Regions from separate parts of the Mus musculus genome. Here region 1 is linked to region 2. The links are chromatin contacts, called in public HiChIP or PLAC-seq maps. All regions are on one chromosome and are shown on one strand. Each heading gives the region's core, a stretch centred on a gene start, on an enhancer-like site or on the middle of the called end of the contact. The rest is flanking DNA. Distances are from core to core; before and after follow the strand shown.

Region 1 (2,908 bases), core at 294-2,793, 280 kb after region 2:
ACTGTGCTAGAGCAGGACACCCAGGAGCCTCCTGTGGGCTCCATGTATGCATGGGTGCATAACCCACCCAAAAGTGAAAGGAAGAGAGGAGACTTGGAGCCTGTGGTGGCAGAGCACACCTGTAATCCCAGCACAGGGTGGCAGAGGCAACAGGCCTCTTGAGTTCAAGGCCTGCCTGGTTTTCAAGCTAAGATGCCAAAGAAACAAAAACAAACAACAGAAAGAAATGGTGACTCATTCATTAGTCCTCGCACTCAGGAAGAGGCAGAGGCAGGAGAATCTCTGTGACTTCAAGGCCAACCTGGTCTACACAGAGAGTTCCAGGCCAGCCAGGACTACATAGTGAGTCCCTGTCTCAAACAAACAAAAAACTCCCCTGAAAAAGGAGGTAGGGGTAGAGAGATGGCTCAACAGCTGACACACCTGCAGTCTAGCATGTGGGATGCTGAAGCAGGGGGATCTGAGTGTGAACCCAGACTGTGCAATAAAGCAAGATCCTATTTTCAAACAAAACCCCAAACCAGTAGCTTCCCACAGCCTCTAAATTGAGCAGGTGGAATAGGTCCTGCTGCTTCCTGCTCCAGGCTGTGTCCCGTCCTCCTGGAGTCACTGAGTCACTCACCATCCCGGCTGGAGGCTGCCGGGCCCTGAACCCTGGGGGGCAGCCCCGGAAGGCTAGCAGGCACTTCCTGCCGCACGCGGTCCAGCTGCAGCCTCTGCTGTGCCAGGCTCAGGTGCTCCTGTGCCAACACCAAGGAGAGGGACTCAGTGGGGGCAGAGGAAGGTGGCCTGAGGGGCAGGGCGGGGACTGGAACCTTGCCTGGTGCACACGTTGCTCCTGCTGCCGCAGCCACTCCTGCTGCCGCTGGACCACCTGCAGCCGGCCCTGCTGCTCATTCTGCATCTGCTGCGCCTCCTGCAAGGCCTGCTCCCCCTCCTCGTATTTCTTGGAGGCTACCTGCAGGGAGGCCACTGGGTCAGGGCCGGCTGGAAGCCAACAGTGGCTTGCACAGCAGCCCTGCTGAGGCACACCTTACTCATGTGTTCCACCTCCTGTGCACGGGCCTGCAGGCGCAGGCTGGCTTTGTGTAACCTGTCCTTCTCCAGCCGGAGCTCTTGGCGCTCTCTCTCCAAAGCCTCCCTCTCAGCAAGCAGCTTCTCCTCCTTGGCCCGGAGCTCACAGGCCCTAACTGTCAGCTCCGCCTGCTCCTGCAGAATGAATGCAGTCATTGCTGTAGTCGCTGATCCAGAGCTACTCCAAGTCTATGTAGCCACTGGGGTACCTGTCCCCCTCCCCCACCTCTAGCAGTGGACAGTAGAGCAAGGGACTTCTGACATGGACCAGAGAAGCCTGGGGCCAAGCTTGGAGGCTCCTGCAAAGCCACACAAATTGTCATGTCCAACTTCCCTGAATACCAGTTTCCTCATTTAAATATCTGAATCAACAGGCTGAAAGAACCAGTTAGCAAATAAGAGAACTATGCACACAGAGCCTCCGAAAAGGCAAGGAACCTGGCTGCTGGCCACGGTTCCAGTTCCTGGACTCGTGCTGTGCCCTAGCTATGCTCTTGTTCCCAGGACGGAGGGAGTCCAGGGCACCCTGGCATGCTCGGTCCTGGGCTCTGGGCCCTACCTTGGTCAGGCTGATGATGGTGCCCTCCCGCTGGGAGTCTGCATGCATCGCCCTCTCAGCCTCACGCTCCGCCCGTTCCTTACTCAGCTTCTGCTGTGTGAAATACTCAGCCCACTCTGCTGCCAGGCGCCGCCGCTCCTCCCCACACTTATTCATGACTGACTTCTGCTCCTCCAGCAAGGCGCTCTGTGTGGGGGCAGCGAGGGCAGTGTGAGTGTCCTTGGGCAGGATCGGTGGGCTCAGCAGCCGGGGGTGGGTCTGGTCTCACCTTGGCTCTCTCCAGCTCCTCCCTCTCCATGGCAATCTGCTGGACCATGATCTTCCTTTGCTCCTCCAGAGTGCGCTGGGCTGACTCTGCCTTAGTCTTCTCGGCGGCCACCCGCCAACGTTCCTGCAAGGCCAGCACCGGGCTGAGGGCGGACTCCCCACTCTGGGAACAGGCCGGGCTGTTCCCTCATGCTGTCATAAACTCATTTCCAAAATAATGTGGAGTGACAGGCACTGGGGAAGTGACAGGCACTGGGGAGTACTGTCCAGGTCCAGTCCTGCAATTCTGAATCAGGAGGCTCCAGTACTCAGGTCAAACTGTACTTTGGAGAAGGTTCAGGAGTGCCCTGCCCCAAAGCTCCAGGCTGGCCCATCACCTAGCAGCCTCAAGTGCGGAAGCCAGTTTCCGTAAGCACGAGGGCAGAAGTTCAGAAAAGTTTAGTCTTCTTTAAACACTGAGCCTCAGGGCTGGAGTTAAAAGCTCCAACTCTTCAGGGGAGCGGGGTTCCATTCCCAGCACCCCAGAGTGACTCACAACCATTTGTCACTCTAGCTGCAGAGGATATGATGCCCCTTTCTGGCCTCTGAAGGCAAAGCAACCCATACACATAAAAACAAAACAAAAAAAGACTAACGCCTAATTCATCTATGAGTGACCTGCAGGGAGGTCAAACATCCTTGCACATGGGGGCTAAATGACATTTAGTAGGCAAGTGTGTCCATCTCAGAGCCACAGATTTCAGCTCATGTCAGGTCTGAGGAAGGGGAAGTATAGTGTTGGTGGGTGGGTCTGTAGGATGGCCCTGGGGCAGGTAGCTGACATCTGGTGTTAAGTGAAAACAGAAGCAGGAAGAGACAGGAAGAATAGGCCTATAGGTCGCTGCGTGCTTAAGTGGATGTCAGAGAACAGCTGGCCACGGGCTTGGCCCATTGGCTATGATCAAATGCAGAGTGGCTGAGCTCATCCAAGGTGGCCCTGAAGTATAGACATTAGGACAGACTCACCTG
Region 2 (2,991 bases), core at 401-2,900:
CAGGTTCAAATCTCAGCATCCACATGGTGTCTCACAACCATTACTATAACTCCAGTTTCAGGAGATCTGATGACCTCTTCTGACTTCCGTGACCATCAGCTACACATGTGGGGCAAATACAGACATGCAGGCAAAGCACATGCACACATTAAAAAGGAAATAAATCTAAAAAGTAACTAATTTATAAAAAAAAACTTAGGCTAGGCATGGTGGCACACGCCTTTAGTCCTAGCATTTGGGAAGCAGAGACAGGAGGATCTCTGAGATGTCAAGGCCAGCCTGGTCTATAGAGCAAGTTCTAGTATATACACAGAGAGACCCTTTCTCAAAACAACAAGGAAAGGAAGGAAGGAAGGAAGGAAGGAAGGAAGGAAGGAAGGACAGACAGACCAGGCTGAGCTAGGCAGTACATCCCAGACTAATCTGGTATATGAAACCCCATTTTCCAAAATAAATAAATAAGAATCCCAGATGCCTGGTGGACAGCTTTGTGGAGTCACAGGAACATGTATAGGACCCAGACTTTACATGGGAACCGAGGTTGCAGGGTAGACACCAAAAATAAAGTGACCCTGGGATGGTGATATGGCTCAGGAGGAGGAGGGCTTGCCTAGCGGGCACAGAGCCCTAGGTTCGATCCCCAGCACGGTATAAAATCAGGTGTGGTAATGCTGTTCTACAGAACAACCCAAGCCAAAGCATGAAGTTTTGGGGGTTCAGCTGTGCCTCCTTGCAAAAGCTCATCCCCAGGTGGACTGTGGATTGTTTACATTCCCCCACAGAGGAGTGGAGTGGGTCACAAGATCTTGGCCCTCACGGCACGTGGCCTGGGGAATAAGTAACATTTGCAGGCCAGGGAAGACCAGGGGAGAGGGCTTCATCCATGCATCTGTGGTAAGACAGGAGCATACACTGGGACGCGGCCATTGCCGCTCTTCCCCTGAGGAGGGATTGTGACAGAGGGTGTGCACCCGTGGTCCCAGCAGTCTAGAGGTAGAGGTGAGGAGGGCCATCCTCAGCTACATATGGAGTTGGAGGCTAGCCCGGCCAAAAGGGACTGTATCTCAAGCCAGCCAGGAATGGTGGTGCCCGGTATCTTTAATCCAGCCTTTAATCCCCAGCGTTCTGGGTGCAGAGACAGGGGGATCAGTGTGAATTCAAAGCCAGCCTGGTCATCATAGGGAACTGTCCCCAAAACCAAATAAGAGAAACCCCTCACAGGTGTTTCTCAAGTCCTTGATTCACATTTTTTTTTTTAAATCTGTTTTACGAATATGGGTGTTTTGATTTTTTGCATTTGTCTGAGTAACATGTGTGGTCCTGGGGAGGCCAGAAAAGGGCATTGGATCCCCTGGGACTGGAGTTACAACTGGGAACCACCATCCATGTAAGGACTGGGAACTGAACCTGGATACTCTAGCAGAATAGCCAGTGTTTGTTTGTTTGTTTGTTTGTTTCCGAGACAGGGTTTCTCTGTGTAGCCCTGGCTGTCCTGGAATTCACTCTGTAGGCCAGGCTGGCCTCGAACTCAGAAATCCGACTGCCTCTGCCTCCCAAGTGCTGGGATTAAAGGCGTGCACCACCACGCCTGGCTACAGCCAGTGTTTTTTCCCACCCCTTAGGTTAAAGTGACCTGTGACAGCTTGTGGAGAGGGTGTGGCTGGAACAGTTTTGACCTCTGTCTCAAAGCCTCCAACTATGTCTTCTTTAACTCCTTCAGACTTCCTCAGAAATATCACATCTAGGGCTTGGTGGAGGTGGCTCCTGGGCCTGAGGTGACCCTGACCTTCTCAAATAGGACCTGGCTGTTCAAAAGGATGAAGGGAACACACTGTAGGGATTCTGCTGCAGGCCAAGCTGACTCCCTCAGTCTGAGGAAGAGATCTGGGGAGACAAATGTCCCCATGTCTAGGTTGTGTGGGGCTGCGGTCTTCAGGAAGGAACGGGGTGAATTCAGGGAACAGTAAGTGTGTACAGGACCTGAGAAAGTGTGGCTCCTTCCTTACCAGGCCACAGACCACACCTTCCTCCAGAAGTGCCACTATCACCATGGTGACCACCCCAGCTACGCCAAGCCTCAGCTGCCCCTGCCAATCTTCACGGTGCGGCACTACGCTGGGACTGTCACCTACCAGGTATCTGCCCTCAGACAAAGAATGCAGGTGAATCATCAAGGCCGTGTCATCGTAGTGTCTGCCCCTCCCAAGCTGAGTCACCTACCAGAAGTGGCACCGTATCTCCATGAGAGCCTCAGGCCACACCCACTTCTGAGTGTTATTTTTTAATAGCTCCTTAGCTAAGGATGGGGCCTTGAGAGCCCCTCCCATCCATGCTGGATTTTTTTTTTTTTACATTTGTTTTTAGTTAATGAGGTGGGGGAAGGGTGCGTGTGTGTATATATGTGGAGGTCAGAGGACAACTTCTGGGGGTTGGTTTTCTTCTTCCATGGTGTGACTAGCTGGGCTTGAACTTGGGTCCTCAGACTCAGCAGCAGGTGTCTTACTGGCCCATTTTACTGTGCAGTTTGCTCTCTTAACCACTGAGCCATCTCATCTGTCCCTTAACATCTCATCTGTCCCTCCCCGTTTTAAAAACTCTTTGGGTAGGAGAGTTTTGCCTGCATGAGTCTGTGCATCATGAGTGTGCCGGGTGCCCTCAGATGCCATCAGAGAGCATCAGATTCTCTGGGGCTGGGGTGAGTGTAGGATGGGATGTGCTATGTGGGTGCTGGGAATCGAACCCAGATCCTCGAAAAGAGCGGCCAGTGCTCAACTGTGGAGCCACCTCTGCAGCCCCAAGTCGTCATCATCTTTTTAAAAATTATGCCTTGGTGTTTTATAGTTTGCTTGCTTGTTTGTTTTTGAGACAGAGTTTCTCTGTGTATCCCTGGCTGTCCTGGATCTCACTACTGCCTGGTCTCAAACTCAGAGATCCTCCTGTCTCTGCCTCCCAACTTGCTCCAATTAAAGACTTGAGCCACGCCCCTAGCTC

Evidence for each region. HiChIP or PLAC-seq counts read pairs in DNA pulled down with a chosen protein or histone mark.
Region 1: a contact with region 2 is called in a FOXA1 HiChIP or PLAC-seq map of pancreatic cancer cells. The contact joins two enhancer-like sites. A contact is called at or near these places in 2 of 39 promoter capture datasets (liver and pre-B cells), 1 of 484 Hi-C or Micro-C datasets (liver), 1 of 115 datasets of contacts at active chromatin or transcription factors (pancreatic cancer cells) and 1 of 9 other capture datasets (liver).

What each region holds. Positions count from the first base shown.
Region 1 is chr11:116,144,803-116,147,710 of GRCm38.p6, forward strand. Fbf1 (Fas (TNFRSF6) binding factor 1) reads right to left here. Exons shown (of 31, transcript NM_172571.3): 24 at 2,906-2,908; 25 at 1,902-2,024; 26 at 1,634-1,819; 27 at 1,033-1,209; 28 at 821-958; 29 at 623-740. Among named protein-coding and RNA genes, the nearest start is that of Mrpl38, 7.4 kb to the left of the region's middle. Within about 2 kb of position 1,544, at least 68 of the 459 cell types and tissues checked have an H3K27ac peak or open chromatin away from gene starts, as enhancers often do. A contact at or near this core is called in pancreatic cancer cells, where this site is marked.
Region 2 is chr11:115,867,466-115,870,456 of GRCm38.p6, forward strand. It overlaps Myo15b (myosin XVB), which reads left to right. Exons shown (of 64, transcript NM_001384233.1): 14 at 2,010-2,135. Among named protein-coding and RNA genes, the nearest start is that of Myo15b, 11 kb to the left of the region's middle. Within about 2 kb of position 1,651, at least 66 of the 459 cell types and tissues checked have an H3K27ac peak or open chromatin away from gene starts, as enhancers often do. A contact at or near this core is called in pancreatic cancer cells, where this site is marked.